7 separate regions of the Mus musculus genome follow, and all the other regions are linked to region 3. A link is a contact called in public HiCAR-type, HiChIP or PLAC-seq and promoter capture Hi-C data. All regions are on one chromosome and are shown on one strand. Each heading gives the region's core, a stretch centred on a gene start, on an enhancer-like site or on the middle of the called end of the contact. The rest is flanking DNA. Distances are from core to core; before and after follow the strand shown.

The links. Promoter capture Hi-C pulls out the DNA fragments that hold promoters and counts their contacts. HiCAR-type assays count read pairs that join an accessible place to other places. HiChIP or PLAC-seq counts read pairs in DNA pulled down with a chosen protein or histone mark. Capture Hi-C pulls out chosen DNA fragments and counts their contacts.
Region 1: a contact with region 3 is called in an H3K27ac HiChIP or PLAC-seq map of embryonic stem cells, with 19 times the contacts expected there. The contact joins the promoter of Ttc1 here to the promoter of Ccng1 in region 3. A contact is called at or near these places in 11 of 39 promoter capture datasets (the 3T3-L1 cell line, 3T3-L1-derived adipocytes, cranial neural crest and 7 more), 5 of 115 datasets of contacts at active chromatin or transcription factors (acute myeloid leukemia, embryonic forebrain, embryonic stem cells and 2 more) and 1 of 9 other capture datasets (adipose tissue).
Region 2: a contact with region 3 is called in a promoter capture Hi-C map of stem cell-derived epiblast-like cells, with 5 times the contacts expected there. The contact joins the promoter of Fabp6 here to the promoter of Ccng1 in region 3. A contact is called at or near these places in 7 of 39 promoter capture datasets (embryonic stem cells, frontonasal cranial neural crest, hippocampal neurons and 3 more) and 5 of 115 datasets of contacts at active chromatin or transcription factors (astrocytes, differentiating embryonic stem cells, embryonic forebrain and 2 more).
Region 4: a contact with region 3 is called in a HiCAR-type map of astrocytes, with 9 times the contacts expected there. The contact joins the enhancer-like site here to the promoter of Ccng1 in region 3. A contact is called at or near these places in 4 of 39 promoter capture datasets (the C10 cell line, cranial neural crest, hippocampal neurons and 1 more) and 5 of 115 datasets of contacts at active chromatin or transcription factors (astrocytes, embryonic hindbrain, embryonic midbrain and 2 more).
Region 5: a promoter capture Hi-C map of liver shows a contact between it and region 3, with 6 times the contacts expected there. The contact joins the promoter of Pwwp2a here to the promoter of Ccng1 in region 3. A contact is called at or near these places in 12 of 39 promoter capture datasets (the 3T3-L1 cell line, 3T3-L1-derived adipocytes, cranial neural crest and 8 more), 2 of 484 Hi-C or Micro-C datasets (Th1 cells and pre-B cells), 5 of 115 datasets of contacts at active chromatin or transcription factors (astrocytes, embryonic hindbrain, epiblast stem cells and 2 more) and 2 of 9 other capture datasets (adipose tissue and liver).
Region 6: a contact with region 3 is called in a promoter capture Hi-C map of hippocampal neurons, with 7 times the contacts expected there. The contact joins the enhancer-like site here to the promoter of Ccng1 in region 3. A contact is called at or near these places in 3 of 39 promoter capture datasets (cranial neural crest, embryonic stem cells and hippocampal neurons) and 2 of 115 datasets of contacts at active chromatin or transcription factors (extraembryonic endoderm stem cells and stem cell-derived neural progenitor cells).
Region 7: a contact with region 3 is called in an H3K4me3 HiChIP or PLAC-seq map of forebrain, with 17 times the contacts expected there. The contact joins the enhancer-like site here to the promoter of Ccng1 in region 3. A contact is called at or near these places in 5 of 39 promoter capture datasets (the C10 cell line, cranial neural crest, hippocampal neurons and 2 more), 3 of 115 datasets of contacts at active chromatin or transcription factors (acute myeloid leukemia, embryonic stem cells and forebrain) and 1 of 9 other capture datasets (embryonic stem cells).

The regions. Positions count from the first base shown.
Region 1 is chr11:43,745,136-43,749,421 of GRCm38.p6, forward strand. It overlaps Ttc1 (tetratricopeptide repeat domain 1), which reads right to left and starts at 2,873. Exons shown (of 8, transcript NM_133795.2): 1 at 2,787-2,873; 2 at 1-312. The coding sequence starts at 279.
Region 2 is chr11:43,598,774-43,603,028 of GRCm38.p6, forward strand. Fabp6 (fatty acid binding protein 6) reads right to left here and starts at 2,789. Exons shown (of 4, transcript NM_008375.2): 1 at 2,672-2,789. The coding sequence starts at 2,738.
Region 3 is chr11:40,753,676-40,757,458 of GRCm38.p6, forward strand. It overlaps Ccng1 (cyclin G1), which reads right to left and starts at 1,611. Exons shown (of 6, transcript NM_009831.2): 1 at 1,326-1,611; 2 at 133-393. The coding sequence starts at 393.
Region 4 is chr11:43,546,468-43,550,616 of GRCm38.p6, forward strand. All of the region lies in intron 2 of Ccnjl (cyclin J-like), which reads left to right. Among named protein-coding and RNA genes, the nearest start is that of Ccnjl, 20 kb to the left of the region's middle. Within about 2 kb of position 1,889, at least 102 of the 459 cell types and tissues checked have an H3K27ac peak or open chromatin away from gene starts, as enhancers often do. A contact at or near this core is called in astrocytes, where this site is marked.
Region 5 is chr11:43,679,981-43,683,765 of GRCm38.p6, forward strand. It overlaps Pwwp2a (PWWP domain containing 2A), which reads left to right and starts at 2,018. Exons shown (of 2, transcript NM_027557.1): 1 at 2,018-2,636. The coding sequence starts at 2,113. Gm34963 (a long non-coding RNA gene) reads right to left here and starts at 2,084. Exons shown (of 2, transcript XR_388594.3): 1 at 1,855-2,084.
Region 6 is chr11:43,631,320-43,635,571 of GRCm38.p6, forward strand. No RefSeq gene overlaps it. Among named protein-coding and RNA genes, the nearest start is that of Fabp6, 32 kb to the left of the region's middle. Within about 2 kb of position 2,957, at least 117 of the 459 cell types and tissues checked have an H3K27ac peak or open chromatin away from gene starts, as enhancers often do. A contact at or near this core is called in embryonic stem cells, extraembryonic endoderm stem cells and hippocampal neurons, where this site is marked.
Region 7 is chr11:43,568,459-43,572,860 of GRCm38.p6, forward strand. The region is part of intron 3 of Ccnjl (cyclin J-like); the gene reads left to right. Among named protein-coding and RNA genes, the nearest start is that of Fabp6, 31 kb to the right of the region's middle. Within about 2 kb of position 2,198, at least 72 of the 459 cell types and tissues checked have an H3K27ac peak or open chromatin away from gene starts, as enhancers often do. A contact at or near this core is called in acute myeloid leukemia and forebrain, where this site is marked.

The DNA.
Region 1 (4,286 bases), core at 1,623-4,122, 3.0 Mb after region 3:
ATCCAGTTCAGAACTAGAATCATCGCTGGCTTTGCTCCCTGCCACGTGCGCCCCTGGCTGTTCCTCCTCAAACGAGGCACTACAGTCATGAAAACATTCCTCTTCAACATGGTCGTCCTGTGGATGGGCTTCAGCAGCCTTCGGCAGCTTGCTCTGGCAGTGCTGACCCTTGGGATCAGAAACCATGGGGCTGGCAGACTCTCCTTCTTGAGGATCTGCGACTTTCAGACCATTGAACAGATCTTCTGGGACCTTACAGTCTTCTGACTTTTCCTCCATGCTGAGTTCAGGGAGGGAGGTACGGCTAAATGTCTGGAAAAAAAGAAAAATAATGTTTTTTAGTTATCTTCGTATATATGCAGTCTTTTTTGTTTTTTGTTTTTTTCAAAACAGGGTTTCTCTGTGTAGCCCTACCTGTCCTGGAACTCACTCTGTAGACCAGGCTGGCCTCTGCCTCCCAAGTGCTGGGATTAAAGGTGTGAGCCACTAGTGCCCGGCTGTATACAGTCTTAAATCCCTTCTGTCGGATATTAGCCCCGAAATTTAGAATACCCAAGATATAAGATACAATTTGCTAAACGCATGAAACTCAAGAAGAACGAAGACCAAAGTGTGGACACTTTGCCCCTTCTTAGAATTGGGAACAAAACACCCATGGAAGGAGTTACAGAGACAAAGTTTGGAACTGAGACGAAAAGATGGACCATCTAGAAACTGCCATATCCGGGGATCCATCTCATAATCAGCTTCCAAACGCTGACACCATTGCATACACTAGCAAGATTTTGCTGAAAGGACCCAGATATGGCTCTCTTGTGAGACTATGCCAGGGCCTGGCAAACACAGAAGTGGATGCTCACAGTCAGCTATTGGATGGATCACAGGGCCCCCAATGGAGGAGCTAGAGAAAGTACTCAAGGAGCTGAAGGGATCTGCAATCCTATAGGTGGTACAACAATATGAACTAACCAGTACCCTGGAGCTCTTGTCTCCAGCTGCATATGAATCAGAAGATGGCCTAGGCGGCCATCAGTGGAAAGAGAGCCCCATTGGTCGTGCAAACTTTATATGCCTCAGTACAGGGGAACGCCAGGGCTAAGAAGTGGGAGTGGGTGGGTAGGGGAGTGGGTGGGGGAGCGTGTGGAGGACTTTTGGGATAGCATTGGAAATAAATGAAATAAATACCCAATAAAAAAAATATGGAAAAAAAAAACCCTTCTGTCTTTCACACCTAAACAAACTTCTACATATAACCCCGCCAAACACAGCTTGACTTTCTTTGACTGGGGAGTCATTATTTTTATTTATTTGTTTTATAAGTATTATTGGTTTTTTTGTTTTGTTTTGTTTTCTAGACAGGGTTTCTCTGTGTAGCCCTGGCTATCCTGGAACTCACTTTGTAGACCAGGCTGGCCTCGAACTCAGAAATCTGCCTGCCTCTGCCTCCTGAGTGCTGAGATTAAAGGAGTGCACCACCATGCCCGGCTTGTTTTTTTTTGTTTGTTTGTTTTTGTTTTTTGAGACAGGGTTTCTCTGTGTGACCCTGGCTGTTCTGGAACTTGTTTTGTTCATCAGGCTGGCCTTGATCTCAGAGATCCACCCTCCTCTGTCTCCCCATTGCTGGATTAAAGGAGTATGGATCATGCCTGTCCAAGGAAGTCATTTTAAAAACAGGATATCACCAATTGTGGTGGCCCATTCCTGCAGTCTCATCATTGGGGAGATGTAGTTAGAAAGATCAGAAGTTCAAGGCCATCCTTGGTTACACAGCAAATGTGAGGCTAGCCTGGGCTATGAGACCCTGTATTAGGCCCCTCCCCAGCCCCAAACTAGAGTATAATAAACTCACACTCAATGCCAATTATCATTTTAACTGATAGTCTTGCTGATCAAATATGGTATCAGACTTATACCAAGACTAACATCCCCACTTCCCACTGGTGTTGGAGACCGAATCTCAGACTTTGTGGTACATGTAAGCCATTTAAACAACTGAACCACACCCTCGATCCATACCCTAAATGAAAAGACTGATTTTAATGTGACTTTTCCACGTCCGGCAGCTTGCTGGATGGCACAAATTAGACAGAATCCAAAACAGCTGCAGGGGAAAAAAAAAGAAAGAAAGAAAGAAAGAAAGAAAGAAAGAGTTCTAATCTTTGTTCAGAATAAATGACCAAGTTGTCAACAGGAAACAATGAAGTCCGAATGGGACACTATCGCCACCGGGAGCCGAAGAATAAGTTTCTTATGGAGCCCAAGATGGCATCTGTGCCCAAATCGTGCTTATCATCGTAAGCAAATGCAAGCGGTATAGCTTAGGTAGCTAATTCTGGAAGGGGAGCCTTTGCGCAGATGTTTTCACAGGCATCCTCCAGGGACTCAGAACTCAGCCTTGGAAGAGCCGGTTCTCAACTCTCGCTGCGCAACCCTGCTGCCCAGATCCTGACAATATTGGTCTGCAGTCAGGTCAGAGCATCTCTGTTTTTTTAAAGTGACTCTGATGATTTTACGTTCATCCTATTAACCACTGCTGCTCTAGAAGCTGAGTCAGAACCTCTGCGGTGCCTGCCACCCCTCTGGTCGCAGCAAAACCACGCCAATGACCCAGTGTCGCGTTAAAGTCCGAATTCGTCCTAGCCTGTTAAAAGGAAAAGTTAAAAGGGAGGGTCAGGACTCGCAGGCTTCGCTTTTACTCGAGTGTCGCGTCCCTCCCGGCTATGAGTCAAGGTTAGAAAAGCCCCTCCCCGCGCGACCCCGCGCCTGTCCCAGGCCACAGTCCTCACCGAACGCCGCGAGACCCACGATGGGCTTCACAACCTCCCAGCTCCTCTCTCCACCGCTCCTGCCTCCGAGTCCTTCTACTTCCTCCTGAGTCAGGTGCACTTCCGGCCGCGCTGGCCAATGGCGCCATTGCTGGCAAAGCATTCTGGGAAATGTAGTGGCCAACTCGAAGAGAGTGAGCGGAAGTAGCTGTGTGACGTCACTGTACGGCTCAGTACTATGAGCCTCAGCTGTCATCTTGAGTTATGTCAAATCCTGCCAATTAGCACAAAGTAATTTTTCAAACGCGACTACTTGTGGCTTTAAAAACGTCTTTATTCTGGCGTCCCTCATGTTAGGAATGTGCATAAGAACCCGAAAACATCCTTCGTCCCTAAATAAACATTTCTTTCCAGTAGTTTCCAAAGTGCCTTTCAAGAGCTCTGTTAGGAGAGTAACAGTTTTCAAAACAGTAAATATTACACACTTTTTCCACTCATTTTCTCATGACTGTACAGCGCTTTCCAGAGGTTGTCTTCTGATATAGTGCAACAGAAGGAATACAAAAAGGGGTGAATTATTCTAGCTGTTAGGCAAGTCCGTCTATTTGTGAGCTAGACCTCCAGGCCTTCACCTGTCCTGTATTAAATCAGAGATTTGCAAAAAATTGAAACAATGCCATTCTTCTTGTGACAGGATAGCAAAGATGGAGAAAATTAAAAAGACATCGGAAAGGAAAGTAGCCTTTCATCAAGACTGGTTAAGTCTCTCCTAGGCTCAGTCATGAATTCCCACAAGGGGCTAGGAAGCATGACTTAGCAATTGAGAGCAATGACTGCACTTTCAGAGGACCAGGGTTCAATCCCCAGTACTCACATAGCAGCTTACCACAACTTTAACTCCAGTTCCAGGGCATTTAAGATCCTCTTCTGAACTTCATGGCCACCAGGCACACACATGGTAAACAGGCATACATGTAAACAAACACTCATGCACACCAGAAGAGTTAATTAGATAACAGTAAAGTTAAAAAAATTCCATAGAGTTATACAAAATTTCATAGACAGAAATACTGTTCCTTTGATTTATTTGTTTTTAAATGTAGATACTTTAAGAATTAACACAGAAGCTAGGCAGTGGTGTCACTTGCCTTTAATCCCAGCACATGGGAGGCAGAGGCAGGCAGATTTCTGAGTTGAGGCCAGCCTTGTCTAAAGAGTGAGTTCGAGGACAGCCGGAGCTATACAGAATTATTAAAAAAAAAAAAGATTTAACACTGAAATGAAACATAAGACATACCCATACCGCTGGGCTGTGGTGGCGCACGCCTTTAATCCCAGCACTTGGGAGGCAGAGGCAGGGGGATTTCTGAGTTCGAGGCCAGACTGGTCTACAAAGTGAGTTCCAGGACAGCCAGGGCTAAACAGAGAAACCCTGTCTCGAAAAACAAAACAAAACAAGACATACTCATACCCAGTGAAGCATGAGCCATATTTCTGACTCGTAATTTTCTGACAAATAAG
Region 2 (4,255 bases), core at 1,539-4,038, 2.8 Mb after region 3:
CATGGGGTCTACTTATAGCCCTGTGATTTGGTGGAGGAGATTTCCTCCCCAGAGGCAGGCTCCCCTGCGGGGCTGAATACAGTGACTGAGACATAGACAGCACATGCTTCAAAGCCCAGCTCTGCAATGAGAGAGACCAGTGTTTGTGCAGAGCACTGTCTCACTGTGTTTGTGCTCACAAAATGGTGACAGTAGGGTCCACCCCACAGAGATAATGCAAGCATAAATGTGAGAGTTTGTGCCACTCACATCTCCTCCCAACCACCTGGTCCTCTTCACCCTTTCTTTCTTTCTTTCTTTCTTTCTTTCTTTCTTTCTTTCTTTCTTTCTTTTTTAAGATTTATTTATTTATTATATATAAGTACACTGTAGCTGTCTTCAGACACCCCAGAAGAGGGCATCAGATCTCATTACAAATAGTGGTAAGGCACTGTGTGGTTGCTGGGATTTGAACTCAGCACCTTTTAGAAGAAGTCGGTACTCTTTTTTTTTTTTGGTTTTTCGAAACAGGGTTTCTCTGTATAGTCCTGGCTGTCCTGGAACTCACTTTGTAGACCAGGCTGGCCTCGAACTCAGAAATCTGCCTGCCTCTGCCTCCCAAGTGCTGGGATTAAAGGCGTGCGCCACCATGCCCGGCGAAGTCGGTACTCTTAACTGCTGAGCCATCTCTCCCCCCCCTTGGTGCTCTTCAATAACAGCAAATTGTGGGGTCTGGGGAGATGGCTCATCAGTTAAAAGTACTTGTTACAGAGGACCTGGGTTCAATTCCCAGCACTCACATGGCTCCCCACAACCTTCTGTAACACTGGTAAGGAGACATGCATAAGAGAAAAGCACTCACATACGTAAAAAATCCTAATTAAAAAAATAACAAATCTTCCTACAGTAATATATCAATATTGCAAAAACTTGCCAAGCCCAGGAAATTTTGGAATGAATGCAACCTTTCAGATTGAGTCTTCTAATGTTTCTATTTTATAAGACCTGGGGGCTAGAGAGAGGGCTCAAGAGTTAAGAATACTTTCTGCTCTTACAGGGTTTGGATCCCAGCACCCACAAGGCAGTTTACAGCCATCTGTAACTACCGTTGTAAGGACTCTAGTGACCTCTTCTGACCTCTGGGGACTCCAGGCACTTACATACATGCAGGCAAACTCTAACAGATATAAAAAGATAAATAAATCTTATGACACACACCAAAGAAATAAAGACTCAGAAGAAAAAGTAGCCTGTCCACAAGGCCTTACAGGACAGAGGGACGGGGCTCCACTTTCAGGGCCACTCTGACACAGCAGAAGGACAAAGGACAAACACCACAAGAGGATGCCCGTGGGTCTCATGAAACTGGAACTGTTCTTCCTTCCTTTTTTTTTTTTTTTTTTTTGATAGTCCCAAGTGACCTGGACAGTGGATGACCTTGAATTTCTGGCCTTCCTTCCGCAGTCTCCTGAATGCTGGGATTATAGGCACTCACTACAAGGCCTAGTTTATGCAGTGCTGGTGATTGAAACAGGGCCTCAGGCATGCTAAGCAAACTGTCTCCCACCAGAGCTACATCTCATCCTTGACAATTGCATGGCCTCAGTGCTAGTGCACTGAAAGGTTGACAAGACCATCAAATCCACTTTCCCTTTGACACTTTGCAACTGACCAGTGTCAAAGGTCAACTCGAAACAGACCTTTTGCTGTCAAAAGGCAAGTAATAATGATAATAATAATAATAATAATAATAATAATAATAATCTGGTTTCTCTACCCGAAATAGTACAGTAAGGGAAGAAGAAAGTTTGTTGGTGAGCTATGTGGATTGTCTTGTTAAACATGGTTTCTGTATTAACTCCTTGGTCATCTCTCCCTAGCAGGATATAGTGACATCATTTATGACAGGGTTCTGGGTGTTAATGACCTCTGTCACTGACTTAGGTAAATCACTCTGAGGTGGCTCATCAAGAATATTGGGACAGTGGGCTGGAGAGATGGCACGTTTAAAAACATTAAAAAAAAAACCCAATTATTGGGACAGCCTTTGCATGTAGCAGACATTCAATAACTTTGAGCAGGATTAGGGATAAGGCTCGATTGACGAAACGCTCGCCTAGCATGAGTGAAGCCCAGGTGTGGTCACCAGCACTACATAACACAAGGTATGCATATGCCTGTAATCCCTCCCTCTGAGAGAGAAGCCAAGGAATCAAGATTTCAGCGTCATCCTCAGCTACATAGTGATTTTGAGGCCAGCTTAGACTGCATGAGACCCTGCTTCTAATAACAACAACAATAACAAACATTTGAACGAATAAACATCAGATCTCCACTTCACCAGTCACTACTATGTGGCCTTTAATGTTGATGAAACTTGTCTGAGACTCACACTTTCCGTACATGAATTAGAGATACTAAAATTCTCTAAGTCTTTTAAAAATCAAAGGATGTGTTACAGCTTTGATTATCTTTAGAGACAGAACAGAGTGTTTGCTCAGCAAAAGTCTGGGTGGGTGGATGGATGGATGGATGGATGGATGGATGGATGGATGGATGGAAGGATGGATGGATGGATGGAAGGATGGATGGATGAGTTCTGTCCTACTCTACCCCAAGAGTTTGGGTTCCTATCCCAGAGCTAGCTATAAGCAGCCAGTCCCAGGGAAGGGACACAAAGAAGCTCACTCACCCAGGCGCTTCATGAACTCATCGTAATTCTTCTCACTCTCAAATTCATATTTGCCACTGAAGGCCATGGTGCTGGAAGAGAGCTGGCAGCAGCGAGCAGCTAAGGAAGAAGGTTGGTCCTGAGGAGTCTGGAGTCCCAGCTTATAAACACTCCCAACTGCCAAGGCTCAGCCCCAAAGTCACCCCACTTCTCAGTCCTGCCCTAGCAGGGAGTTGCTTGATATTTTATGACGTGGGCAGGAGCCCCAAGGTTATTCACCTTAAGGAAAAACACCTACAATCCCACTACCAGTCCCAGTAAGGCCAAGGCCAGGACGGCCACAGAGTGTGGTCATTCACCTCTCTGCTCAGCCCCTCTCTGCCCATCCCTAAGCTCTCCTCAGCCTTCATTTACCAAGCTCTGTGCACTGAACTGTATATGGCAATCCAGAAGAACAAGGCATGAGCCTTTCCCAGGGAGCCCCCAGGCCAACCCTGACCCAAGGCACACAAGTGAAGTTTGTAAGCTAGATGTCTTATGTGCCACTTTACACATGGGGTTCCAGTCTTTGGGGTGTGGGGTGGCTTCTGGGTCACTTAAAGAAGCAATGCAAAATCCCTCGTCAGCATCTTCACCATTACTACTGTTAATGACAAAGTTTCGCCTGGGCACTGTGGACGACACCGATAATCCTGGTACTTGGGAGGCTGAAGAAGGTTTGTCATAATGCCAAGGAAAGAATGGGTCACAGAGCAAGATCCTGTATCAGGAACAAACCAAAAGCAAGCAAGCAAGCAAGCAAGCAAGAAAAAAAAAAACAAAAAACAAAAAACAAAAACAAACAAACAAACAAAAAAAACCCTCTCCTGTTCTGGGGTCTTCTCTCTGTGAAATCCCATCATTTCTATTCAAAGCAGAATTGACCACACTGGCTGACTCCCTACCTGGGACCAGGGGATAGTCGATTCTCTCTCTCTCTCTCTCTCTCTCTCTCTCTCTCTCTCTGTCTGTCTGTCTGTCTGTCTGTCTGTCTGTCTCTCTTATGTGTTTACACGTGTACCATGGTGTGTGTGTGTGTGTGTGTAGCCTGGCACCAAGTACCTTTCTCTACTGAGCCAGCCCCCTGACTCACTGCCTCCTGACCTGATGAAAAGTCAACTTTGACGCACACATAGCAGTCTTTAGTCTCCAATCCTAGAATTCCTTTTCCCGACAGGAGGTTTTCCACGTTCCTTTATGCCTTGCTTGTTTGCTTGCTTTTCTCATTCAAGACAGAGTTTCAGGTAGCCCAGACAGGCCTCAAACTCCTCACGTAGTCTAGGATGACCTGAATCTCCTGATCCTCTGCCTTACCCTCCCGAAATGTGGGGCTATAGGCACAGGCCAACATTTGATGTTTTTATAATTTTAACTAGCTCCATGCTAGAAAGCTTGCCTAGCTTGGGAATGGTCTATCTCCAGCACCACAGTCAACCAACCAACCAACCAATCAATCAATCAATCACATTCTGTTCTGTGTATAATTTACTTTCTATTGAGATCTTTGGATTGTTTTCAATCCTCTTCTGTCACAGTAAGTAATATTATTCGTACCTCTGTATATAT
Region 3 (3,783 bases), core at 361-2,860:
AACTTAATTTAGATTTTCTGGAAGACCAACATGCACTCCTAGCTACTGAGCCATTTCTCCAGCCCTCTGCAATTTGATCTCTTAAACACATGGAGCGAAATTAAGAGCTGAGATATTGTAACATAAACATACCTTCATTTTAGACAAGAATCTGTCCAGTAAATTCACAGCTAGGGAAAATGTCTCCGTGTCAAAGCCAAAGAACTGAGTTAGACTAAGTAGATCTTTTACTTCAAAGTCCCGTAATCTTGCAGTCATTCTGAGGCCATTATCATGGGCCGACTCAATTAGTTTCAAGCCGCAGACCTTTGGCTGACATCTAGACTCCTGTTCCAACAGGGTGTTCAGCTGGTGTAGCAGTTTCTGAGAGTCAGTTGTCAGTACTTCTATCATCTATAAATAGAACAAACCCAGAAAAGAGCATAAGAACCCTGCCTGGCTATCTCTGCATTGTGGCAAAAAGTGCTTTATAGTGCATGCCCCCTCCACCCCCCACCCCATTTCCATTACGTCTAAGACGAAGACACTGCAAAGCCAAGGTCTGTAAGTATTTTTACCTTCTCCCAGTAGGTCACATTCCTAAATTGTGAGTTTGTATAGGACATAAACTATGGCTTAAAAATTTTTTTTCTCTACTTAAGCAAAGACTTCTTCATTGTCAGTACATGCCACAAATAGATACTGCCCCACATGATACACCCAAACTAAAAGTCAAATGATAGTACATACTCTGCCATATATGTTAACAACGTGAACCTTAGTTCCTTACCTATGAAGTAGAAATACGATTATTACCTACAATCTCATAGCTCATAGATTGGGTAGCTTAAAAGGAGTCACACAAACCGCTTAGCACACAGGTGCCCATTTATTTCCAGGTAATGAGCTTATTTTTACACCTGTGAAATGAGGGTGACAACATCTGTTTCTTGGAGTGGCTGTGAATAACACACGATATGACTCAGTGTGGCACGGTGCTTAGCACTCAGTGCTCCGAATAGTCTAACGCCATTTAAAAACCAAAAGAAAAAGTTAGGTGAAGCTGGGGAGTTGCATTGGTGGAAGTATGCATTACACTTCCTCTGAGTCCTGGGCACAACCTAAGCCCTGGATACAGAGGACGATTCTTCCCTGGGCAGTTTAAAGATGTGACAGGAAGGTCGTCTTGGTGAGGAACCACTAACTCAGTTCAGGGGTGCAGGTTGGGACTGGGAGGCATGACATAGGAATACCGCTCCCGCTGCGCCTCTCTCTAGGCGCAGACTAGCCCGGGCTTGCGTTCCGGAGTGCAGGGTTCTGAGATCCACCCCATAGTCCCCTCTCACCTTGACAGCCACGTCTTCACCACGGTGACCACCCACCCCGGGCCTGCTCTCAGCTCGCCCCACGTCCCCGATCCGACAGGCCTACTAAGGGGACGGACTAGGGAGTGGGGGTCAAGTGAGCAGAGGCCCGGGGAGGGGCCGGCGTCCCGGTGGAGGGTCCCTCAGCGCCCTGACCAAGTACTGCCTTCCTCGGGGTCAGCGCGCAGCGAAGGACTGCGCCGGGCAGTGGGGGAACAAGCTGGAGACCTGGCTCTCTAGCTGGGACGCATCTACGTCGCTGATTGGTGTGGTTCTTTTGATGGATGGTCTCTGAGGAAGCTCGGCCAATCAGCGCACACTTCCCGTTGTCCAGACTTCAATTCTCCTCCCCTTTCGAGCCACGCCCGACTCTCGCAGCCTCTCTCATTGGAGCATTTCCGAACTGTCCTTCCTTAAGCTGCGGAACTGAGTGTTCAGTGCCAAGGCTTGCCCGGGCAGGTCTGGCCTCTATTAGCCAGATTGGTCTGGGTAGCGGACCAGAATGTACTGTGAGGGTTTTTGTTTTGCATTGTTTTGGTTTTTGCTTTTTTCCTTTTGTTGTTGTTCACTGCAGCTCAGTCCCCTCTTTCTAAAAACACAATGGCAAGTTAAAAAAAAAAAATGCTTTCGTTCTCTTTACAGATAATGAGATGGTAGGCTTCTCTATAGTGTTCTCTATAGGCTTCTCTAGAGTGTTCTCTCTGAGTTTTAGGAATCAGTTCATCGTTATCTTATTTTGTTTCTTGCAAAACTTCTCAGATGTTACAATGATGTCAGAGTATGTAGTTTCTTGGTCCTCTGCTAATTTTCTGAATTTGTTCTTGTAGCACCCTCATACTATCATCAGTGACTTAAAATGCCATATGTCTGGCAGAAAACAGCAAAGAACAGTGCCTGGAAAACCCCATCTGCAGTGAGCCGAATCTCAGGCTTCAGAATAGGGTGTGAAGGAACATTATTCTTACAAAATTAATCTCTATAAGCCTCTTCTCTACCAGGTTAACGGAAAAATAATTATCCTGAACTCTTGCTGGACTCCTTTCGGGGGTAGCGGGGAAGGGCATGTCCTCAGGAGCAATGCACAGAGAGTAGGTTCTCAGCTCGCATGGCTGCAGTGGGGGTGAGGGTGAGGAGTTGGGGTGGTGACGGTGGTGTTCAGGATTTTGTCCATTCCAGTACATCTCATGAAAATAAGAAAGAGCCAAGCCGGCTGGCCGTCCATAACGGTCATTAACTAGATACAAGTGATGTTTTATTTGAGACAGGGTCTTTATGTAGTCCAAGCTGTCCTGGAACTCCTTAGCTATGTAAACTAGGCTGGTCTTGAACTTAGAGATCCACCTGCCTCTGACTCTCCTAGTGCTGGGATTAAAAACATGCACCATCATGCCTGGCCTTTTCTCTTTAATTAAAAAAAAAGTTTTAGATTTTAAAATTATATCTGGGGGTGTTGGTGAAGTGGGGAATGTATGGCACAGGAATGTGGCTACCCTCAGAGACCAGAGATGTTGGATCTGGCATTTCAGGCAGTTAGCTGTGAGTTGACCAAGGAACAGTATTCATTTGGATCCCTGGTTCTGTAAATCTACAAAACCAGTAATTTATAAGTGCTCTGTGGTGGTGTGAATAAAAATAGCCCCCATAAGTTCATAGAGAGTGGCACTATTAGAAGGTGTGGCTTTGTCGGAGAAAGTGCTTCAGTAGCAATTGGCTTTGAGATCTCTGAAGCTCAAAATCAGACCTACTGGCTCATTTGCTCTTCCTGCTGCCTGTGAATCCAGAGGCAGAGCTCTCAGCTCCTTCTCCAGAACCATGTCTGCCTGCCACGCTTCCTGCCATGACAATAATGGACTAAACCTCTGAAACTGTAAGCCAGCCCCAGTGAAATGTTTTCCTTTATAACAGCTGCTGTGATGATTGTGTCTGTTCACAGCAATAAAATCCCAACTTAAGACATGCTCTAGTGAGCCATCTCTCTCCTCCCATTTTTTTTTTTTTTTCAATTTGGGTTTCTATCTTGGCTGCTCAAAAATAGGCAGGAGAAATGTCTTAATCCTATATAAGTGGGAAGATTAAGTGCTGGGAAGCATGTGGTAAATGGTAGCCTTTTATGATTAACTGTGTTCTTAAGTGCTTTATGTAAATAGTTGGTTCTGTTTATTCTTTTATCGGTTTTCTTAACTTTGAAGGAAGCTTAAAGAGTGTTAATGCTAATAAGAATTTTCAAATGACTTTTGTTACCTTCTACGTCTTATGTTTAAAATTCCTGTTGAGAATTTGTTGGCAGTACATTATGTGTTAAAAAATATTTTCTCTTAGGATCCTGTGTTTTCTTTTTTAATTCTCAATTCTTTATATGAAAATTATTTTACTGACACGTTTAAGAAACAAATATAATAGGCAGTCTTTGCTTATTTCTCCTTTTCTATTTCAATTAAAA
Region 4 (4,149 bases), core at 639-3,138, 2.8 Mb after region 3:
ATTTTCCCTTGTTTTGTGTGAGCACTTGTGTGCATCTGTGTGTGTGAGTGCAGATGTGTACACTGTGTGTGAAAGTCAGAGAACACCTTTGCAGCGCTTGGTTCTCAAGTTTTTGTAATGTGGGTCACAAGAACCATCAGAAACGGTGGCAAGCATTTCTACCTTCGGACCTAGCTTTCTCACTGGCCCCAGGAGCAGTGGCTCTAAAGCCATCCAGCCTGACTTGACATCACCATCTCCCCTTCCTGTCTCAGAAATGCTGCTCCCACGTCATAGCAGGGAGGTGTCCCTCTTTGGGCAGTAACACCCCTACATTGGCTACCCAGAGAAGGATGCGGGATAGCTAAGGGAGCCTGAGGGGAAAAGGGAACACAAAAGGCCAAAGGCACAGGAAGGATTTCCCCCCAGACATTCCATTCATTTAGCCACACATGCCTTCACCGGTTCAATAGGTGTTCATTAGCCCTTACTGGCTGGACAGTGGATGGCTGCATTTCATGAGATGGAGGGAATTCAATGACTAACACTTTGTTTGAAATACCTGCTGGTTGTGAGAAACTCCTGAGATGCCGTCATATGGGACAGAGGTTGGGGTAGGTCTCTCTAAAGAGCAGTGGCAGAACGGAGAAGGGCTGAAGGAAGAGAAGCAGTCCAGACTTTCTAAAATCAGGGCTTACCACACAACATTGCCACGAAATGCTATGCAGCCATTGCAAATGTTCAAGGAGCCCTCATGAACAGGAAGCTGTTGTGCGATCCTCTGTCCTGAGAGTTGCATGAAGAAAACTTAGGGGATTCACTGTGTTTTGCTGTGAATTTCTCTGAATCAGAAATCAAGCATCATTTGGGTATTCCAGTGAAAAGCTGGAGAGATGACTCAGTGCTTAAGAATACTTGCTGAGCTTGAAGAGGACCCAGGTTCAGTGCCCAGCATTCACATTGGGTGGCCTTCAGCTGCCTTTTACTCCAGTTCCAGGGCATTTTACGCCCTCTCTGGTTTCCAAGGGCACTGCACAGAAATGGTGCACATAAACTCATGGAGGCAAACCCCTGCATACACATAGAACAAATACGACTTAAACTTCATCCTTGAACATAAAACTTAACTAAGACACTGGCTGCTGTGCACACTGTAGAAGGGTGCAATGGGTTGCTCACTGAGCAGGGCAGCTTCACAAATAAAGAACTGATTGAAGGGGCAGGGGAGAGAACCTTTGAGTTTGGCTTCAATAAAGGAGAGACCTGGTTCCCTCCACACCTTTTCTTTTTTTTTTTTTTTTTTGAGCTTGAAATCTGGTAATTGAATTATAAAATTATATTTTGATTTTTTTTTTAATTCAGACAATGTTGAAAAGTTTGAAGGCAAACCCATGCAAAATATTGGCCTACTTCAGCCCCTGCCCAGATAAGCTCTGTGAGCGTTTTGGTGTGTCATAGAAAAAAAAATTTTTTTTAGTCAATGGTAAATATTAAAAAAACAAAACAAACAAACAACAACAACAAATCACAAACAAACAAGGAAAAAACTGCCCTGATAACAAGAGCAGGCTTTTATAAGGTGCATCTCCTTGAATTCTGATGACCATGGCCATCTGTCCCTGGACTCCATCTGCCCATCCCTACATGCACCTGGGACAGAAGGCACTCCTGCCTGGCTCAGGTGATAAGGGGCCAACATCTGGGGAGTTGGGATCCTCAGGAAGCCCCTTCCAATTTGTCCCTGTTGTCTCCTCCCTCCTGCAACCTTGGTGCTGAGAGGAAGGTCACTCTGCCTGGCAGCCTTCCTGCAGCCCACCCTGCCAAGCTGGTGGTTGATGCCTGCCAAGCGCCTGTCTGATCTTGAGAGAGCTTTGCAAGCCGCCCTGGGCAGGCTGCTCCTTTGTCCCTGAAATCCAGGCCACTCGCCAGGGAGGCCTGCTTCCTGTACTCAAGCTGCTGCGGCCCTGGAAGGCTTAGGTCAAGAGTGCTTGGGGAATGAAGAATGTGGACCCTTAGGGCAAAGCCCCGTAATGAGCGCCTCTCCCCCGCTAATTGGGTTAGCCATGTAATCAGCTGGACTTCCAAAGTTAAACAGGGCAAGCAAGCTGCAAGCCCTGAACTGCTGTTCCTATGACAAAGTAGCACCCTTTTCTGGGGTGGGGGCATAGAAAGAAGCCCAGGTTCAACATGACTAATTCTATTTGGTTTGGGGACCCTGCAGAGCAGGCTAATAGGCAGTTGTCCTTTTCACCAGAGGCCTCCTTAGTCCCAGCTGTCCACACACCCCAAGGTAGAAAACTTTGTTCCATGTTACGCAAAGTAAGTTTCCTTTACTTTGAAAGCACTCTAGCCTTCCGCTAAGCTCTGGGCCTCAGATAAACCCCTGCTTATCTGCAGTTTGATTACTCAGTTCCCGGGAAGGACCATTCTCCATTCTCACTTGGATGACTGGTGTGTGCCAAATACGTTACATTTACAGCAACATGACCCGTATTTCTCAGACAAGGTCACTAAACGTCAGAAATTCCTACCCAAAGTGAGTAAATAGTAGAACTGAATTTCCCAGCCAAAGCTGACTTCACAGCTTCGTTGGAGCTGCTACCACACATCAGGGAGTTTTTGAAAACAAAAGAAAGACAGCCGTTCTTTTTTGCTCAACATACATTTTCCAGCACCTGCTTGTGTGTCCGCCATTAAATTGGGTGTGGGGCAAACTGTATATGTAGCATCTGGCCTTGGCTCTCTGGAGTCTGCCTTTCAGTGGGAAGACACATAAGTAAGCAGAATTTCAGCCATGATGAACAAACACCGGGAATGTAGGTCAGTGGGTCATGTGCTTGCCTAGCATACAGGATCCCTAGCGTCACATAAGTGCGTGGTTGCACACACTTGTGATCCCAGCACTTGGAAGGTAGAAGGAGGAGGATCAGGAGTTCAAGGTCACCTCTAACCACATCTTGAGTGGGGGCCCAAGATGAGCTACATAAATACACTTCTCCAAAAGAGGGTGGGGGACAAGGAAAAGGAATAAGCAGAATGGGAGGGTCGAAAGAAATGAGAACCCCACTTGGTACAATAGAAGTCAGGAGAGTCTCCCCAGGAGTCAAGATGAAGCAGGGAAAACGACCCAGGGACAGTTGTGGTTGTCAGGATCTTGTCGGCCTGCACATAGTCTTTGCTAAGAAGCTCTCCCCTCGCCTGCTCCTTGGCATGCTCTGCCACCTGTTACCTTTTCCTGCATCTTTCTCTGTGCTTTCCTATCCAGAAGCTGCCCTGAGTAAAAGAGCCTTCCTGTGAGAGGACACGCAGGGCACTCCCTCGCTCACTCGCTCGCTCACTCCGGGAGTCTTTTTTTCTTACTTGGCAAGAGGGAGGGAACTGGAAGGTGCTGAGCTTGGCTGCTTTGAGTTGTGAGGGAGGGAAGCCAGGGCCTCGCCTATCGAACTTGTGCCTTGTGGCTGCGCTGCCCTGACCAGGGTAGCATGGTCAGGGCAAAGGTCACTTGGCAAAGGCTAATACGGCAGCTGCAGCCTGACCAACTGCGTGGGCTGAATTTAGAACTCCGTCCTTAGAGGAAATACCCAGGCAGATGCTGAAGGCTGGGAGGGATGCTCAGGAGGCTACAAGGCCAGGGCAATCTCTGCTCCTGCCTGTCTGGCTTGAGCCCAGGTCTGGGCTGGTGCAGAGATCTTAGGGAAGGCTTCTCAGGCAGGTAGAAACCCTACTCTAAACCTTTCTATGGCTCCTCATTTTCTCAGGACAAGACAGATTTCTTAGATCCTACAAAGCTGGTACCCTACCCACCTTCTCAGTCCGCTTTACCTAAATGCAGCCTGCCTGGCTCTTTTTCTTCCTAATTTATTTATTTGCTTACTTTACATGCTGACTGCAGTCCCCACTCCCTCCTCTTCTCCCAGTCCCACACTCATACCCCTCCCCATTTCCTTTCCCCTTCTCCTCTGAGAAGGGAAACCCCTTCCTCGGATACCAACCCACCCTGGCACAACAAGTCGCAGGAGGACTAGTTGCATCCTCTCCCACTTAGGCCAGACAAGGCAGGACTTGGGGAAAGGGATCCAAAGGGAGGCAGCAGAGTCAGAGTCAGCCTTGTTAGGATTTCTCTGTGTAGCCCAGGCTGTCCTAGAACTCACACTGTAGACCAGGCTGCCC
Region 5 (3,785 bases), core at 768-3,267, 2.9 Mb after region 3:
AAGATGGCCTTGAACTGAGATCCATTTGTCTCTGTCTCCTTCACTAAAAACATGCACCATCATGCCTGGTTATTTTCACTACTTTTAGCTATTCATCTCTGTATGTCTGGGAGTAGGTTTGTGCACAAGGTAGCTAGAGGAGGGCATTGAATCCCCTGGAGTGCTGGAACCAACTATGATTCTCTGCAATAGAAGCACATGGTCCTCACTGCTGAGCCATTGCTCTAGACCCCCAGAACACAGGACTTCAAATGAGAGGGTTTGGGAAAGTCAGTGGTACACAGTGGTCTCTAAACAAACTCCATTTTCCCTGTGGCTGTAAAGGGAGATTCTGAATTCTCCTTGACTGGCATCTTCTATTGGACTTTTACTTTCCTGAGAACTGCTAAGCTTGAAATAGACAGAACGTTGGCTAATATTTGCTTATTGTCATTTTGTCTTTTCTATAAAAAAATACCTGGACTTATGACCGTGTAATTTATTAGCTAAACAACATTAGAAACCTTTTTGTCTCAGTTTTCAAATAAAATGGGTATAATAGCACTTGTCGAATTGCAAGGACCATGTAAGATTGTACTAGATATTGATATATAGTATTCAATTAATCTTTGACATTTCATTCTTCCCTCCACGTTGGTAAATATCTTCTTTCTCTTTTGTAGGTGTTTTCAGTGCCTCTGATTGCTCCTATTAGAAAGGACTGACTGAGGAACAATCTGCAAGAAATGAGTACAGTGGCTCCTTCTAGACTTAACAGATTTCAAATAGAATTGGTCTTTAAACGCAACACTTGGGAGGCAGAGAGAAGGAGGCCGATCTCTGTGAGTTCCAGGCAAGCCAGAAGTACATAGGGAGACGCTGTTTCAAAACAAAAACCCAAACCACAAAAACAAGGACCTTAGGACACTGGAGGGCTCCCCTAGCCCTCATCTTTTCTTTCTTGGGATGGGATCTCAGTTTGCAGTTGAGTCTATCCTGAAACTGTATTAAGTCTGGACTAGAATTTTGCCATTTCTGCCTGTGCCTCCCAAGAGCTGCCCCACCGGCAACTATGCCTAGATTTCTTTCTTTCTTTCTTTCTTTCTTTCTTTCTTTCTTTCTTTCTTTCTTTCTTTCTTCCTTCCTTCCTTCCTTCCTTCCTTTCTTTCTTTCTTTCTTTCTTTCTTTCTTTCTGCACACGGCAAGGAAGAGGGTAAGGAAAGAAAAGGCTTCAATAGTGAACTCTTTCCGTGGATCTAAGGACTACAGTCAATTTAGCATGCCAGTTGTCTGTCTTCTCGTTAGAATTTTCCTTTTTTGAAATTAGCAGGTTCCTAGAGTTTAGTCCTTTATATTTTAAAGAGTGAAACCAAGGAAAACACCGCTTGTGTGTATGCGGGAGCTCCTGTCATGTGGTCATGGAGAATGTCTTGTACATCGCCCTGTTTCCAGCACCTCGTAATCTGACTAGTGAATAGGCACCCAAAAAGTGTCTCAGGATTATTTTCGGAACTTTAGTTATCTTTCCCAACAGAAGCCTGTTGTGCCCACACTTGGCCACAAGCAAATCCAAGCCTAGAAATAACATTTATTCTAAGGATCTCTGCGCAAAGATTCTTGGGAAGTGGTTCCCTTTCTGCATTCTCCCGCTATTCCCCCCTTGGGGAGTCTTTGAAAGAACTGGCACGACTCGCGTTTTCTTCCCTTCTCCCACCTCCGAAGAACGGGCCGAGTAAGGGCAGGGGCATAAACCAATCCTAAAGCGGTATTTCCCCTACTAACCAATAGATACAGGCTGTAAGCACAGGGCGCCGCTTTTGCCATCCTTCAGCCCGCCCCTCAAACTCCTTTTAGATTCTCCACTTGACAACTCACCTGACCAATGGGAAGTTCCTACTCTGAGGGAGGGGGCGGGACTCAGCCCGCGACAGACGGCTCCTTCTGACCAATGGGTTGACAGAAGTGCGGAAGGGGGTGGAAGGCGGAGCCAATGGCGCGGTGCCAATCACGAGCATCAGGGAAAGGGCGGGACGAGAGTGTTAGCGGGAGGGAGGGGAAGGCCTCGGGATCCCAGCCGCGCTGCCGCCGCCGCCGCCGCAGCCCGAGTAGGAGGAGGGAGAAACCAGCGAGAAAATGGCGGCCGTGGCTGCTGAGGCGGCGGCGACCGCGGCGTCCCCCGGGGAAGGGGGCGCCGGCGAGGCCGAGCCGGAGCTAGAGCCCATTCCCGGCAGCGAAGCCGGCACCCCCCTCCCGGTCACGGCCACGGAGGCGGCGGTGCCGGACGGCGAGGCCGACGGGCGCCAGTCCGCCCCTCAGGCCGACGAGCAGCCGCTGCCGCCACCGCCGCCGCCGCCGCCGCCGGGGGAGCTGGCCGATAGCTCCGAGGCTGAGGAGGCGAAGCCGCCCGAGCCCGCGGCTGTCCCGGTCTCGCCGCCCGAGCAGCCTCCGGCCGCCCCCGAGCAGCCCGAGGACGCGCCGCGGCCGCCACCAGCTCCGGCGCTCGTGCCGCCGGCGGGCGGGGACTCGGCGGTGTCGCACCTCATCCCCGGCTCGGAGGTGCGGGTCACGCTGGACCACATCATCGAGGACGCGCTCGTCGTGTCGTTCCGCCTCGGGGAGAAGCTCTTCTCCGGGGTCCTCATGGACCTATCCAAAAGGTACCGTCGGCCCCCCAACTGCAAGCTGTCCGCTCCGCCGCGAGGGAGAGCGCGAACCCGAGCTGCTCCCGCCCCGCCCTCGGGTCCTGCGCGCCGCGCCGCTCTCCGCGTGGGGCGCGCTCCGCGTGGGGCCGACGCGCGCGGCCCCGGCCCCAGGTGTGCAGCTGGGGACGCGCGCGGGTGCAGATGGCTGGCACACCCCGCCTCCGCATCCCCAGCCCCCTGCGACCCTCTGGCTTGCGCACTGGGGCAGATGGGTTAATGCAAAATGCAGATGGATCCCCTAGAGAAACGGGTGCTGTGGGGGGGGGGGGGGGGGAAGAGGTGCTGCGGAGGCATCTCCCTGTCCTCAAATCAACCTTTAACTTTAGCGGGGCTGAAGAAAGGGGTGTGTGCTTTGGGCTTCCCAAAAGGTTACCTGTCAGTTGTTAAAAGAGGAAGAGCCTAGAGTTAATGAACCCTTTTTTAACTGTTATTAAGAACTGCTGGAAATAGTTTCTCGGAGGATCACTCTTTAATAAGGAGGTACCTTTTGCTAATTTTACTTATAGCTTAAAGAAATATTGGAGACGGGATAGGTCCCCTGTCTTTTGAACATTTACTACCCAAGTGGTGGGTTTACAAAGGAATGTTCGCATGACTTTTTCTTTGGCAGTGATAGAGATTGAGTCTCAAAAGATTTCCGAGACGATGTTTACAGTTAAATTTGTTTTGACTAGAAGGTTGAGTTCACCTACAAACCTCTGTCTTATCCAGTATATTTTCACCTTTTGATTTAAAATGTTCTGGGCACTGCTTTAAACAGGTAAAGAAGGTAATCTGCTTTCAGTCTAGAGTTAACCTTTTTATTCTCTTCTTTTGCAGATAGGAAGTGCAGAGACTCCCATTCATGGCTCTCCATTCTGTTTCCTGCAACAGCACACACACTCTGGTGTCTCACCTGTTTGGAAATGGCTCTGTGTGTTTGATGTGTTTATGTATTTCTCTTCTCTTCTTTTTTCTCTGTACTGGAGATTGAGCCTAGAGCCTCTGCATGCTAGGCAAGCATCCTGCCATCTAGCTACACACCCCCAGCTTCCTCCAGAGTTTCTTTGACTTTTGAGACATGGTGTGGGTTAGTTAAGTTGTCCATGCTTGCCTTGAGCTTGC
Region 6 (4,252 bases), core at 1,707-4,206, 2.9 Mb after region 3:
TACATGAATCACATGTCTCAAGTTTTATTTCCTTTCAACGGACCCCATCTATGAACTGCTGGAGTGTGGGAAGGGGCGGATCCTGCAGAACCAAAGCTGCAGGATCCCCATGACACAGGGCAACAGCAGGCTATCAGATTAGTCTCCGTGAGGATCCAGTATTGATAGTGTAGCAGAAGCCAGAGGCCTCGAACCAGACCAGTGACTCACTGCAATGAACATTTGCAAATGAAATTGTTTGGGCAAAGGGGTATATTGTGTGACACACTGTGACACACAGCAGCTTCCACTCCAAGATTTTATCTTATTTTATTTATTGGGGATGGGGGTTCTTTTGAGGGGGTTGCAAGGGCAGATACTGAGGGATGGGGAGATGAATGGGTTTGGGTTCACGACGTGAAATTCACGAAGAATCGATAAAAAGTTTAAAAAAAAAAAAAGCCGTAGAAACAGCTCAAGCGGTAAAGGTGCTTGTTGTCCAAACTACCAGAGTTTACTCTCCAGGACCCACGTGACAGGAAAGAACTAACTCCTACAAGTTGACCCCTGACCTTTACAAGTTACACTTTACACTTACAAGCATGCTGTGGCACACACGAACCCATCTCCACAATAAATAAACAAATACAACAAATACAACAACAACAACAAAAGTGACTACAGTATAGTCGGCTGTGATGGCAGACATGCAATCCCAGAACCTCAGAGGCAGAGACAGGAGGATTGACGCAAGTGTAAGGCCAGCTTGGTCAATAAAACATTTTGGATCAGCTGGTGCCACATAGTGAAACCCAATTTCAACAAAAGGGATGTGTGTGTATATTTAATATAAATATTACACATAGTAAGATCCTTCTGACAGAACTTAGTTGTCCTGAATTCCCTCCCTGGAAATCTCTTTTTTTACTGGGTTTGGGATCAACTCCATGTTAGACAAAGACCTTTACCACTGGCCTAAACTCAAGAGCCTCTGCTGCCTAAATTCTAGGGTTATGGTCATACACCGTCATACCTGGCTTCGGGAAATTTATCAGACATGGAAGGAGGAGGAGGTTGACACTATTCCCAGACAGCCTAGCTCCTGCTCATCTCGGGGCTACTCCAAGACTCGTTCCATGGAAGACTTGTGTGACGACTCAGCCTTTGTTCCCTACACACCTCCTTGTCTTCTTGCCAGCTCTCCTTCAGAGGCTGAACGCCCCTGCTCCTCTCCGTAGCTTTCCATGCTGTCAGTTACCTGAGTATGGAATTAAATGTAGGATTCCCCTGTTGCTCTGCCTGTGTCTGCTTAACGCTCAGCTCAGCTTAGCCAAGGAACCTAGCAGGGAAGGGTTGTCATTTTCCACTTGCCTACCCCACCACAGTAGCTGCTCAGACACTTGCTTCTAACTTCCCCCTTCTTCTCTTCCCCTGCTTAAAATATTGGCAACTCCTTCCTCCTTCTTCTGCTTGCAACTGTGTAGGCTAAAAAGCAAAACAGACACTAAAGCACAGTCACTTCCTACGGGGCTTAAAATAACATCTTCATCCTGGCCTTCCAGCCGCCCTGTCTGGCTTATCTGGGTTTATCTGTTTTCTTCAGCCCTTGGTCACAGGCCGCTCCTGGCTATTGTTCACTCCCTTCCAGTCTCCAGTCTCCTCCCTTTACCTGAATCTCCCTGGTTCTTCATTCAATTGTCTGCTTATCTCCAGTCTTCCGCCTGGAGGATAAACCACCTAAGACCAGGAACCCCCTCTGACTTGTTCCTGGCTGTGGCCCCCAAACCTCAAACATTGCAGCCCTGCACCCCACCCCCACCCCCCCCACACACACAAACACACGTATGGGCTCTTGGGTGGATGAAAGAATCCATCGATCTTTCACAAGTCGGGCTCTGTTCTAAGCAATTTACCTGTGCCACCTGACAGAATCCTGAGGGGATGAGCTGCTATTTATGCAGGGGTAGACCTGGTCAAGGTCACACAGCTAGGAAGGTTGTACTGAAACCAGCCTGCTCCTCTAAGACTACATGGGCATTACTGTGGGCAGCTGAGCTCTATAGAGAACTCCCACATTGTGTGCATGAATGAATGAGTGAGCCGATTATACACACCTGCACAGAGTAGCCCGCTGGAATAAGCAACCTTTCCCGATCCAAGCATCTCTATGGGATCTTCTGGCAGGGGGTAGGGAGGAGGGTGTGTGTGTCCGCTTTTGACATTTGGAAAGGCACAACACCCACTAAAGCTGATCTGTACACTAAGTACTGGATTCAGAGGGTCTGTGGCTTTCTTTTCTGCCCCGTGCTTCCAGCACCACTAGCTGCCCAGGCCTGGGGATGGGCGATGGGGTGGGGATGGGGGGGCAGCACCCAAGGAACATTGTATCCTGGTAGCTGTAGGCTCTCTTCAGGGTGGCTCTGCTATCTTGTGAGAGTCCTATCTCTCTGGCTAGCTGCCATTCGCCTGGCAGCCCTAATGTCTTATCTCATCCATCATCGGGCTACACTCATCCAAGCTGGATCTCCGAATGAGACATGTGTGCCGAAGATGGAATGGCCTGGAGCCCTGGAGGGAATCGAACCCACTGTAAAGGAGGCCGGAGAGGACCAGAACTGCAGGCCTGATGTCTGAGTGGATCCCTCTCCGCTGAGGAGGGCCCACAGAGAGAGAAGGGGAGGGCAGGGCAAAGGATGGACGGAGGAGAAAAAGGAAAAGCGGCTGGGGCAGAGGAATAGAGGTGTAGGGTGTTGGTTTCCTATTGCAATTGAAATGTAGACTCCTCTGGTGCCCCGCCAGCTTCAGCACACCCCTGCCCCGCCCCCACCCTCACCCTCCACCAAGCTGACAGCCTAGGAAAGCAGGCAGGTTAGGGAGGTGATTTATTGCAGGCTCTGCTCCTTCTAACACCAGGCTCCTTGGCCTGGCTTCCCTCACCCTCACCCCAGCACTTCCGCGTAGGAACCGCCTGGGAAAGTCTGAGCTTCTCCCCGCCTAGCTGCCGCGGTGCCTGGTTTGCTTTCCATCCCAGCCTCTAGGGAGAGGAATTTGTGCTGTCGCCCCTCCCCCACAACCGTTCTGCTGAAAGTCAAGATGTAGGACTCAGGCTCCCCAGAGATTTTCTAGTCCAGCCCTCGGATTTTGTTTTGCTTTTTAATCTAAACAATTAAAAAATAATAATAATTGCCAACCTTAAACTGAAATAGATTGCCCTTAAAAACTGTTTTTCTGCCGGGCGTGGTGCCGCACGCCTTTAATCCCAGCACTTGGGAGGCAGAGGCAGAGGCAGGCGGATTTCTGAGTTCCAGGACAGCCAGGGCTACACAGAGCAACCCTGTCTCAAAACACAACCCCCCCCCATTGTTTTTCTGATGCTGGGTAGTGATGGAGCACACTTTTAACTCCAGTACTGAGGAGGCAGAGGCAGGAGGATCTCTCTGAGTTTGAGGCCAGTCTGGTCTACAGATCGAGTTCCAGGTCAGCCAGGGCTACACAGAGAAACCCTGCCTCCAAACCAAAACCAAACCAAACCAAACCAACAACAACAATAACAGAAGAATGAAAGAAAACAAGTACAGAAAAGAATCAAGTAACTGGATGCCCTGCTATGACCTAGCCTTGAAATCCACATTGTTATTTCCACTTTCGTCGTTGGTCTAAATGACTAACTAGCTGCTCAAATCCAACAGGGACATCAATGCCTGCTCCTGAATTTTTTTTTTTTTTTTCCGAGACAGGGTTTCTCTGTGTAGTCCTGGCTGACCTGGAACTCACTTTGTAGACCAGGCTGGCCTCGAACTCAGAAATCCGCCTGCCTCTGCCTCCCGAGTGCTGGGATTAAAGGCGTGCGCCACCACGCCTGGCTCTCCTGAATTATTTTTAATTAATTAATTATGCATTGTGTGGCTTGGGCACCGCGTTGCCAATGTGGAGGTCAGAGGACAGCTTACAGGAGTGTTCTCACCTTCTCCCATGGGTGCCTAGGGATGGGACTGAGGCTTTCAGGCCTGGTGAGTTGGTAAGTAATACTTTTCTTCACTGAGCTGCCTCTCTCTCTCTCTCTCTCTCTCTCTCTCTCACACACACACACACACACACACACTTTTGGCACCAGGTTTTAAAACTACTCCAGCACGAATATAAACTGAAAAGTCAGGTTTTCCTTCGACCCGATTCCTCCAGGGCCTGATTCCAGTCCCTAGCAGCAAACCCAACCTATGTCCTCTATGGCTTTTTAGATAGAATACATGCCCACCAGTACCACAGAGACACG
Region 7 (4,402 bases), core at 948-3,447, 2.8 Mb after region 3:
ATTCTCAAGAGAAGTACGCCGCCCTGGTGGTGAGAGGAGGACTTGCGGCTGTATTTGTTGTGTTAACATCAGAGTTTTTAAGATTGGCTTTAGGAAGTATGTGTTGCCTCTCCCCTTTCACGTCTTAATTTTAATTACAAGCATTTTGATGTCTAGACAGGAAAAGGCTCCTCTTTGTCACCAGACATGGTGGGGTTTCTGGGACTCTTCTAGGAAAATCTGACATCTCCTGACTTGTGGGCACTTGTTAAAGGCAGGTTCCTGCCAGGATATTCCTGGACTCTGCAGGCTCATATCCTGGAATCTTCTATGAGAGTTATACTTTGCCACTTCTGGAGTCTCAGTTCCCTTCAGCGGTGCCTCACCCTCTGAGGAGCTAAAGATGTTTTTCCTCTGTGGGAGAGTGAGCTCTGTTTCTTGTGGAAATTTAAAAAACAGAAAAAAAAAACAATAAAAAAAAATAGAAGTGTCTTAAGGCTTCACTATATTCCCTCCATCATCAGAATGTGGAGGTGGAAGGTGAGCCTTGTGTGGTAAATGGAATCACTACTGATTGTTGAGAGTTTATGTGCTATGTGAAGCTTTCTAATTTTTATACATTGTTACTCAGTTAATTCCCAAACAAATCCTAAGGAGATAGTCGCTATTTCCCTACTTAAACAGAGGTAGAAACCAAGGCTCAAGACATCAGGAACTTTTCTAAAAAGGACAGAAGAAAGGGGGACCAAGCAGGTGACTTGAAATGGCCTGGTAGGTCTGGGCTCACAGCTGCAGCCTTTGCCATTCACCTCTGTGCTTGGTGGTACCAGGAAGACACAGGTCAGCAGACAGGTTGTGCAGGCTCCCCAGTCCTCCCCTTCCTGAGCCAAAGACCCACATTGACTGAAAGATTGTGTCAGCCCTCAGGACTGTCCCTGTGTCAGGAAGTGGCTCTCCGTAACTCATAGCAGTGGCCGTGTTGCCTCTCTTGTTCCTTGTTTCTGCTCCCAGCAGAGGTTGGAACAAAAGATCCAGGGCCTCTGGTTTCTACACCTTTGGCCCTGCAACTTGGTTTGCTGTTGTTCGGTACCAGAAGCCCCATCAGACCCAGCCCGTGTGAGTGGGAATGGGCGTTATACTCAGCAGTCACTAAAGGAGCTTGATTCATGCCAGGACCCTGCTCTCCCACACAAAGCCCTTACCCCACCCTCGCCCTGGTGCCAGCCACGCATGTGACAAATGTCTCCTATCGCATAATCCTGGATTTCAGTCCCTAGAGTTATTTAGGTCACTTATAAAGTGGGACACAATGGAACCAGGGATTGGCTCAGGCTACCCTATGAAGTCATCATTCCTATTTCTGCATCCTGAGGCAGCGACGTCCTCGCAGTGAGAAGGGAAGCCTGTGTGTGACCCAACTGGCCAGATGCCACCACCAACCCTGGGAGGCATTTCCACAATTTCCTCTTGAGGAAAACAGATACTCACAGCCTCTCGGCTCCGCCCTAAACGGGCCTCAGGAATTGATTCCGGCCATCGGAAGTGTGCTGGCTCTCATTCCTCCACCCATCCGTCCGTCTGTCCGTCCGTAGGTCCATTCATGCATTATTTATCCTGCCTGCCGTAAGCACACACTGGAGACAGCCATCGACTGAGTGCCTTTGCTCTTCAGAGAGATGAGGAAGAGGAAGGGAGCTTTCTCTTTGTTATTAAGGGAGGAGGCAGTCCAGCCAGGCAGGGGTCTCAAGTCCACCTTCATGCCAGATGAGCTCAAAGCTCCAAAGCTCAAGGACCGTGGTACTGAAAGTTTGTCCCTCCAGGATGATCCTAGTTTCAACATCTTCCCAGAGACCAGAGATCTTGTACCCAGCTGCAGCAGGCCCATAGGAACAGTGGGGTTGGGGGCTGCCTGGTCCCCAAGCTCTGTGGCTGTCACAGCTGCCTTTCTTTCCCACAGAGCACAGAACACTGATGTAGAGGGCCCTTTTTCTCTTTGTCCCTGGCTCTCTGACTCTTTATCAAGGTATATCCAGAAATCCATCCTTGTACCTATAACTGAGGATGCTGCAAATTCTGGATGAAGCAGGATCTAGAAAGAGCTCCATTCCCTGTACACGAACCCAGCATGCCACCTCAACTCATCTCATTATTCCCATGTCACAGGCCAGGGCCAGAAAGCATAGGCCCAAGAGGCTGAGACTAAGCCCAGAGTATATGGCAGTGACCTGGCTGAGGCTCTAAGGTCTTGTAGTGTGCATGTCTTCAGTGTGTCCTGACTGCTGTGCTATGCTATGTGGTGAACAGTGTCTTCAGAATGATGTCCTCAAGTGGTTTCTGGGCTAGTGTCTGATCAGCTTTTCAGCCATATTGCTCCATCTGTGTCCCAGTTCCTGGAAAGAGACTTCTTGTTCCCTGCCTTGGGGAAAGAGTAGGAAGTACCCTCCCTAACTGCCACCATTAACAACAAAAAGGCTGGTGTTGGCTGTGTGTGTGTGTGTGTGTGTGTGTGTGTGTGTGTGTGTGTGTGGTTTTTGTGTGGTTTTCAGGTGAAGGATACCTTCACCTGAATGTATCTTGGTAGTCTGCCACACTTTTTATTTAAATTCTATTGTTCATAGAAAGAGCAGCTTCCTGTTGATCACACAGTTTTCCCTAGAAAAGCCCTGGAATCCCATCGCTCATCAGCATAAGGGAAATGGAAGAGGAAAGTGTTTGTGGAGCTCAGGGTGGTGACTAGACAGGAAGAGGCTGCAGTTGGCCTCACACCCAGGCCTATGGGAAACCTACACCCACAGTCATCCTCAAAAACTGTGGGTTGCCTTGGGACCATGTATATGAGGTTCATGCTTGTGATATAGAAAGTTCTAGACTTTAAAACCATTTGCTCATTTATGAAAAACAAACAAACAAACAAAAACAAAACAAAGCTATCTGCTGAGTACCATCCTTAGGCCAGAAGCTGCTCTCTGCTCTCTGGTGGTTTTCATAGCAGATGTGAAGCGAGCAGCCAGGGTTGATCCTTCTTGGATGCAGGGTAGCCAGGTTGGGGGGCAGAGAGGGAGAGTGCCTACTGCATAGCAAGTGGGGCGCAGCAAAAAACCAAGAATCCACCTCCCATAAATGACAGCTTGGTGGACAGATTCTCTCTCTGTCTTGTGTGCTAACCACTGGATGGAAGCAACCCCATCCCTGAGGAGACATGAGATCTGGGGAAAGATTCAGAGCCAACACTGCTCTCTGTCTCAGTTCTATCCTCTGGGCATTGTAATTACCAACTGGCCGAGTTCAAGGTGCCATAGATAAGGAAGGAGGCTGGGACTGCAGCTTCCACTCTCCCAACCCAGTACAGCCTGCGCAGTGGGATGAAGCTGAAGGTGCCCTGTGTTGGAACGATTTCTATTACTTTTAAGAAGAAAATATCTTCTGACATTAGCTACCACACTAGCAGCTCATCTGTGCCCAACTGACAGGACTCCCTGGTACAAAAAAATAAAATAAAATAAATATCATATTCTGGAAATAATACAGCAGCAGCTGCTACCGCTGACGGGCACACCCCGAGTGTCAGGGGTTCCTTTGTCTGGTATATTCCCTGGGATGTCCCTTGAGCCTTCTCCGCTGCCCTGTGAGCCATCAGCTTAACTGCTCAAATTCACACGAAGGTAACTAAGTGGGCATAGGAAACTTGAGCCTCAAGGGAGGGTGTCTTCCAGAAACTCTCTCTGGTCACTGGGTCCACTGCCATCAATAAAGCTGGCTGTGTTGTCCTGGTCCTGATGATCACATCTCTCTGCTCTGAGGAGAGAGAGAGAGAGAGAGAGAGAGAGAGAGAGAGAGAGAGAGAGAGAGAGAGAGAGAGAGAGAGAGAGAAGACAGGGAAAAAAAAGAATTGATAGCTCAGGGATTTCTTGTTAGCTGCCCTGCTTGGCTGCCACTTCTGGCACTCTGACCTCACCCTCCCTGGCAAGGGCTGCTGCAACCTGGTAAGGGGCTTTCCACCCAAGTCCCCTGCAGGAGAGACAAGAAAGCTCTTTACCTGTGGTGAGGTTCCTGCCTCTGCTACCTGGTGTTTCCTACACTTATCTAGAAAGCTGTCAGGATTCACGTGGACATGAGGCAAAGCCAGCAGCAGCTTTCTGTCTCTCTAACCCAGCTCGCCTCTCTTGTCCTCATCACCACCACACCGGTCAGGAGGTCACCAGCTGCTATAGTTCTTCCAGGAGACCACTGAGTCCCGACTCCTGATCCAATTATGGCTCTTGTACTCAGATGAGGGCAGAGAGGTTTGTTTTTTTTTAATGGAGACCAGCGTTCCGGATGACAAGTGGATCTGTTTTCAGAAGCATCGCCAGCTCTTGCTGCTTTAAAACCCGTTTCTTTTTTAGCCAAGAAACTCTGGCCCACTCTGAGCCTAGGCTTACTT